2 separate regions of the Pan troglodytes genome follow, and region 2 is linked to region 1. A link is a contact called in public HiChIP or PLAC-seq data. All regions are on one chromosome and are shown on one strand. The core of a region is the stretch at or near the end of the contact, and the rest is flanking DNA. Distances in the headings are between cores, read along the strand shown.

The links. HiChIP or PLAC-seq counts read pairs in DNA pulled down with a chosen protein or histone mark.
Region 2: a contact with region 1 is called in an H3K4me3 HiChIP or PLAC-seq map of stem cell-derived excitatory neurons, with 4 times the contacts expected there. The contact joins the promoter of HDDC2 here to the promoter of TPD52L1 in region 1. A contact is called at or near these places in 1 of 7 Hi-C or Micro-C datasets (stem cell-derived neural progenitor cells) and 1 of 1 datasets of contacts at active chromatin or transcription factors (stem cell-derived excitatory neurons).

What each region holds. Positions count from the first base shown.
Region 1 is chr5:137,035,347-137,038,817 of NHGRI_mPanTro3-v2.0_pri, forward strand. TPD52L1 (TPD52 like 1) reads left to right here and starts at 1,901. Exons shown (of 5, transcript XM_003311464.5): 1 at 1,901-2,156. The coding sequence starts at 2,138.
Region 2 is chr5:137,179,905-137,183,375 of NHGRI_mPanTro3-v2.0_pri, forward strand. It overlaps HDDC2 (HD domain containing 2), which reads right to left and starts at 1,701. Exons shown (of 6, transcript XM_001152848.8): 1 at 1,379-1,701; 2 at 50-171. The coding sequence starts at 1,462.

The sequences.
Region 1 (3,471 bases), core at 651-3,150:
AGTTATTCAAGCTGTGAATGCAAAAGAAAACTTCTTGAAGGAGAGTAGAAGTGCTACTCCAGTGAACACACAAATGATAAGGAAGTGAAACAGTTTTCTTGCTGATATGGGGAAAGTTTGAGTGGTCTGGATCAAACCCGATCAAAGCAGTCACAACATTCTCTTAACCACAGCCTAATCCAGGGCAAAGCCCTAACTCTCTTCAATTCTATAAAGCCTGAGAGAGGTGAGGAATCTGTAGAAGAAAAGTTGGAAGCGAGCAGAGACTGGCTCATGAGGCTTAAGGAAAGAAGTCATCTCCATAACATGAATGTAAGGTGAAGCAGCAAGGGCTGATGCCAAAGCTGCAGCAAGTTCTCCAGAAGATCTGGCTAAGATCATTGATGAAGGTAGCTACACGAAACAACACATTTTCAATACAGATGAAACAGCCTTATATTGGAAGAAGATGCTACCAAGGACTTTTACAGCTACAAAGAAGTCAATACCTGGTTTCAAAGCTTCAAAGGACAAACTGACTCTCTTGTTACGGGCAAAAGTAGCTGGTGACTTTACATTGAAGCCAAAGCTCATTTACCATTCTGAAAATTTTAAAGCCCTTAAGAATTATGCTAAATATATTCCACCTGTGCTCTATAAATGGAACAACAAAACTTGAATGACAGTACATCTGTTTACAGCATGGTTTATTGAATATTTTTAAGCCCACTATTAAGACTTACTGCTCAAAAAATGTTTCTTTCTAAATATTATTGCTTAATATTGGTTAATAATATACTTTGTCACTCAACAGTTGATGGAGATGTACGAAGAGATTAATGTTGTTTTCATGCCTGGCAAAACAACATTCATCTTGCAGCCCATGGATAAAGGAGTAATTTTGACTTTCAAGCCTTATTATTTAAGAAATAAATAGATAGCTGCCATTAATAGTGATTCTTCTGTTGGATCTGGGCAAAGTAAATTGAAAACCTTCTGGAAAAGATTCACCATTCTAGATGCCATTAAGAACATTTATAATTCATGGGAGGAAGTCAAAAAGTCAACATTAACAGGAGTTTGGAAAAAGTTGATTCCAACCCTCCTGAATGACTTTGGGAGTTCAGGACTTCAAAGCAGGAAGTAACCGCAGATATGGTAGAAATAGCAAGAGAACTAGAATTAGAAGTGAAGCCTGAATATGTGAGTAAATTGCTCAATCTCATAAGACTTGAATGGTTGAGGAGTTGCTTCTTACGGACAAGCAAAGAAAATGGTTACTTGAAATGGAATCTACTCCTGGTGAAGTTGTTCACAGCATTGTTGAAATGACAGCAAAGGATTTATAATTATATAAACTTAGTTGATAAAGCAATGGCAGGGTTTGAGATGATTGACTCCAATTTTGAAAAAAGTTATAATGTAGATAAAATGCTATCAACCAGCATTGCATGCTACAGAAAAATCTTTCATAAAAGGAAGAGTAAATTGATGCAGCAAACTTCATTGTTGTCCCATTTTAAGAAATTGACACAGCTATTCCAGCCTTCAGCAATCACTACCAGGATCAATAAGCAGCCATCAACATCCAAGCAATGCCTTCCACCACCAAAAGGATTCCCATTAGGTGAAGATGATCTTTAGCATTTTTTAGAAATAAAATATCTTTTTAAGTTAAGGTAGGTACATTGCTCTTTCTAGACATCATGCTATTGCATGCTTAATAGACTACAGCACAGTGCAAACGTAACTTTTATGTGCATTAGGAAACTGAAAAATTCGTGTGACTCGTTTTGTTGCAATACTCGCTTTATTGCGGGGGTCTGGAACCTAACCTGCAATATCTCTGCGGTATATCCGTATAGCGCCGGGAGTGGGTGCCTTCCGCCTGCTGTATAGAGCGCCGGCAGGTGGCGCCCAGCGGCGAGCTTGTTCCAGCTTGGTTTGGGCCAGGTGGACTGGAAGGGGCGGAGGTAACCAGAAGCGGCTAGTGGCGGCTGCCTGCGTCCCCAACCCCCTCCGCGCAGCGCTCGCGACACGCGTGCCAGGAGTGGGAGAGAGCGGCGGGGCCAGCTGCGTTCTGAGCCTGGGCGCAGCTGCCATCTGCTCTGGGAAGCACCGGGGTGTCCCCGCCGCCCTCAGCTCGAAGTCAGCAACCATGGAGGCGCAGGCACAAGGTGAGTGGTCGCCGATCGCCCCGAGAGTCAGGTCCTGGGGCGCGCATAAAGGCTGTTTTCCTGCACCACCTAACTTCGCTCTCGGACAGAACAGATTGGTGCCGTGTTGCACATCCAGAACTCCACTCCCACCCGCGCCTTCGGTATAATGCCTGCTGCCCAAACTCAGGATTTGCTGTGGGTCTGGGGATCAATAAAGTGACAGGGGATCCGTAAGTGGAGAGGCCCCTCCTCAGGAAATGCGCCCGTGGAATGCTCTACCCTCTTCCGCAGCCAGTCGCCCCTGGCCTTCCCCACCTCGCGGCTGCCCGAAGGACCTGTTGTGCCGGGTCCGGAAAGCGTGTTTCGCTCCCTTTCCCTTGAGGGAGTGGGGAGGGAATGTGACTCTTTTCGCCCAGGGCCGTGGACTCGCGGCTTGTGGCTCCCAAGTTAGGGAGTGAGGGGATCGCCCACCGAGGGGGTGGCTCCGCAGCCCGGCTGCGCGAGACGCTTCCCGCTCGGGGACCCGCCTTCCGAGGCCAGGTGAACGTTACCGGCCCCCTGACCTCCAGCAGATCCACACGTGAGTCCCGGTTTCCCGCGATCGGGGAGCGACCTCTGCCTCCCGTGGCGCGCGGGGCCCCCGGCCGCCCAGCTCCCTGCTCCCGGGGCTGCCTGCTGGAGGAGCCTGCGGTGGCTTCAGGAAGGGCGGCCTCATATCTTGGGGTCACACTTGGAACAGGGTTGGGGAATTCCGATGGAATCGTTCAAGAATGGGGGTAAACGGACCGTGGAAAGGGGCAGAGGTGGGCGGATGTGGAGCGAGAGACAAGTGGGAAGGAAACGGACTCAGTGATCTACCTTGGGGAGCAACGCCCAGAAGGGATGGCTTGCGGAGTTCAGCCTTTAAGGCAATCAAAGCCACCATTCTTTTACACAGTAGGAAACTCTGTGTTGGCTCTTAGTATAAATAAAATCTCATTAAAAAAAAAAAAAAAAGAAAGGTTCATGACCTGATGCGCTCGCCCTCTAGGGGCAGAACGCCCTGAATGAGAGTGGGTTGGCGATTGCATGGGCCTGGAGTCGCCCAACAGGTTTGCTGCCAGGATTACAATTGTCTGAACAGCACGAACCTTACTCGTTTGTTCCATCCTCCTAAGTCCTGCCCGTAAAGCTGCCGCTTCCCATATTTTTTCCTCTATTATGTAGATAGGAAATGATAATTCAACCAAGGGTGAGGGCAGTTGGTCAAATTCAAAAGCAGAGGTCAGGTTGGAGGCCTTCACACCAGAACTGAAGCTGGTGGGAGCAGCACCAGAGCTTTCCAACCTGACTT
Region 2 (3,471 bases), core at 451-2,950, 140 kb after region 1:
ACCCATAGACCAGAATCTCTCACGAGCATCAAAGTCCAGCTCAGCTTACCGGTCTTTGTTAAGACGGTCATCTTTGATCACCATAGCCATAACTGCCATCCGGTACATGTGATCTGAAACGCTCTCCGGCCTCTGGACATTTCTGTATACCCAGCCAGTCCGTGGGACTCTCTGATAAATATGAAAAAGAAAAAGAAGTTTTAAAGAACAAATATTAACTATCTGCTATGCTCTTCAAGAGATGTCCAGGATATAACACACAGAAGCCGGGTCGTAATTTCAGAACCTATTACAAAATGTTTTGCTAAACTAGCTAAAATGATAGACATCTGGAATCAAATGAACTAGAGAGCTCAGAGAATGAAAGGGTAGAAGACAGAGAGAGTTAAGTCACAAAGTCCATTCGTCAAATTACTCTGTTACTGATGTATAATTATGGAACATATGCAAGTCCTTTAAACAAAAACAAAACTGCATTTTTCCGAACAAGAGTTGCGGCTTTGTGCCTTCAAATAATCCTACACAAGCAGAAAACACTGTATTGAAGGGTCTGAAAGTGAACGAGTGATAGGCTTCCAAATTCTGAGGCACAAGGGATAAGGGCACTTCTAACTGCTTGATGCTACCACCAGCCGTGACTCTTCCTTTTATTCACATCATAACTTCATCTTGTGAAACTGCATTTCTTCCTCAGAATTCTACATCTCTAAGGAATGTTATAAATAGTAGTCAGAGTGGCATGAAACGGATAATTTACTTTGAACTTGGGAGAGAGACAGGGAAGACGCACATGATGAAACTCGTGTGTATTACATTAAATCCCGTTTGCGGGGTGGCCGGGAGAAAAGTCTTGTTTCTGGAAGTAACTGTGAGACAGACATAAAAAGCTCCACTTAAAATCTGAAGAGCCGACAGATTCTGTTCTTCCCACCCGTGCTCAGAAGCAGCCGCGCTTTACACACACACACACACACACACACACACACACACACAGGTCGTGAGCGCGCGCGCGCGCGCGCACACACACACACACACATGAGTTCTGGGGTCGTGAGCCCCGGAAAAGCTCAGTGCAGGCAGGGCCAGGCCGGCTGCTCTCCGGGAACCGGCGCGGCTGCAGGGCGGACCTCGCGGCGCCAGGCTCTAGGCTCAGACTCCGGGCCGCCCCAGCTGGCCAGCCTGTCCCGCCGGCTGCTTCCTCCGTCCACCGTCGGCGACGCGCGGCCGCATCCGCAGGACTGGGGCCTTTCCCGAATTCGGCGTGGCTGACGCGGCGCAGGAAGGGGAAAGACCGCGGGCCGAGCGGGGAGGCCGGAAGCTCCGCCGCCCCACAGTCCCGCCCGCTCGGCCGCGGCCTCCCGGCCTGGTGCCCGCTCACCTTGAGCTGCCCTACCAGCCGCAGGAATTGCAGTAGGGACCGAGCCCCGTGGCCCGAGAAGGTCGCAGAGGAGACCGAAGCCATGCGGCCACCGACCCCGGCTGGGCGGAGCAGGCCGCGGCGAAGCTCCTCCCCGTCCTCCTCCTCCTCCCCTTCCCCTTGTCTTTCTTCCCCCTCCTCTTACTCTTCTTTCTCTTTCTCCTCCCCCTCTTCTTCTTCCTTCTGCCCCTCTTCCTGCTCCCCCTCTTCCTCCTCCCCTTCCAACTCCTCCTCCTCCTCTTCTTCCTCCCCCACTTCCGCTTTCTCCTCTTCCTCTTCCTCCTGCCCCTCTTCCTCTCTCCCCCTCCTCTTCCTCCTCCTCCTGTTCTTATTCCTCCTCCCCCTCCTCCTCCTGTTCTTATTCCTCCTCCCCCTCCTCCATATTCTCACGGTTTTCTCAGGACCTTCTGTCCAGCCTTCGCCTTCTTGGCCTTGGTGTCCGCTGCTTGGGCATTGCTCCGTCAGTGGCAGACACCTTGCTTGGCACATACTTGACACTCAGTACTCTTTATGAAAAATAAAGCTCTCCTTTCTAAATTTATGAACCTCGTTATTCTTCAGTTGACAGTGTAAAACCATGAAACTGGATGAGGTCACCTGGCAAGAGGGTGTGAATGAGGAAGAAAAGACACCCAAGACCTGAACCCCAACATTTAGACTTTGTGAGATCAAGAGGGAACAGCCAGTGAGGTAGGAAGAGGATTAGTAGGTAGGATAGTTGTGTCCTGGAAGCCATGTACAAAAATATTTCAAGAAGGAAGGAATATGGTCAACCAAGTCAATGTAAGGACCAAGGTTTGACTTCCAGACTTAGTAAATTCAATATTATTGGTTACCCTGACAAAAGTAGTTTTCAGTGTAGTGGGACAAGCAGAACCTAGTGAGATAATTCTGAAGAGAATAGGAGCAAGTATTACAGCACATTGGAGATGGGGTTGGGGTGCTGTTAACTAGTGGAGAGATTGTTTCAAAACAGGAGATATTATGTATGTTTATTTACTGATGAAGGGGATCTAGTAGAAAGGGAAACATTGATTATATAAGAGACAAAGAAGAGAAATATTTGAATGTCAGCCTTGAGTAAGGAAAAATATTCCCATCTGGTGTACAAGATAAAAGATGGGCTTTAGTTAGGAATATGGAGAATTCATTCAAATATTGGAGGAGGACAGAGTATAGGGTGACTAATCAGTCACACATGTGGTCATGGGAGGTTGTAGAAGTTCTCTTCTGATTGCTTCTATTTTCTCACCAAATTAGGAAGCAAAGTATAGGCTGGGATGTTATAATAACAAACAACCTCCTTATTTCCTGTATCTCAGCAGTTTAACACATCAAAGGTTTATTTCTCTCTCATGCTAAGTGTCTATTGTAGATCAGCTAGAGGATGCTGCTTGCTCTAACCTTACTCAGGGAGCTAGGAGGCTTTCTTTGCTCTCTTTTGCCAGAATTGGAAAAAAGAAAAGTGGCACTCTGGCTCTTAAAGCCTGTCTCTGGAAGTGATATATGACCTTTCGTCTACGTATCATTGGTGAAATAAGTAACACTGCCACGTCTAACTTCAAAGGGGGCCTGTGGAGTGCAATCTTGCTAGGCCTCTGGGAAGAAAGGAGGCTAGAATGTTTGTGAATAGAGGAGGAGGCATTTGAGGTTTAAGGAGTGATATAGTTTGGCTCTGTGACCCCACCCAAATATCATGTCAAACTGTAATCCTCAAAGTTGGAGGAGGGGCCTGGTGGGAGGTGATTGGATCATGGTGGCAGACTTCCCCCTTGCAGTTCTTGTGATAGTGAGTGAGTTCTCATGGGATCTGGTTAATGGTGTGTAGCACTTCTCCCCTTTGCTCTCTTTCTCTTCTGCTCTGCCAGGTGAAGACGATGCCTGCTTCTCCTTCACCTTCTACCATGATTGTGAGTTTCTGTAGCCATGCTTCCTGTACAGCCAATGAAATACCTTTTCTTTATAAATTACCTAGTCTCAAGTAGTTCTTTATAGCAATGCAAGAATGGACTAATACAAGGAGAAAGAAGGCATGAAATAATTTTTTTGAAGAC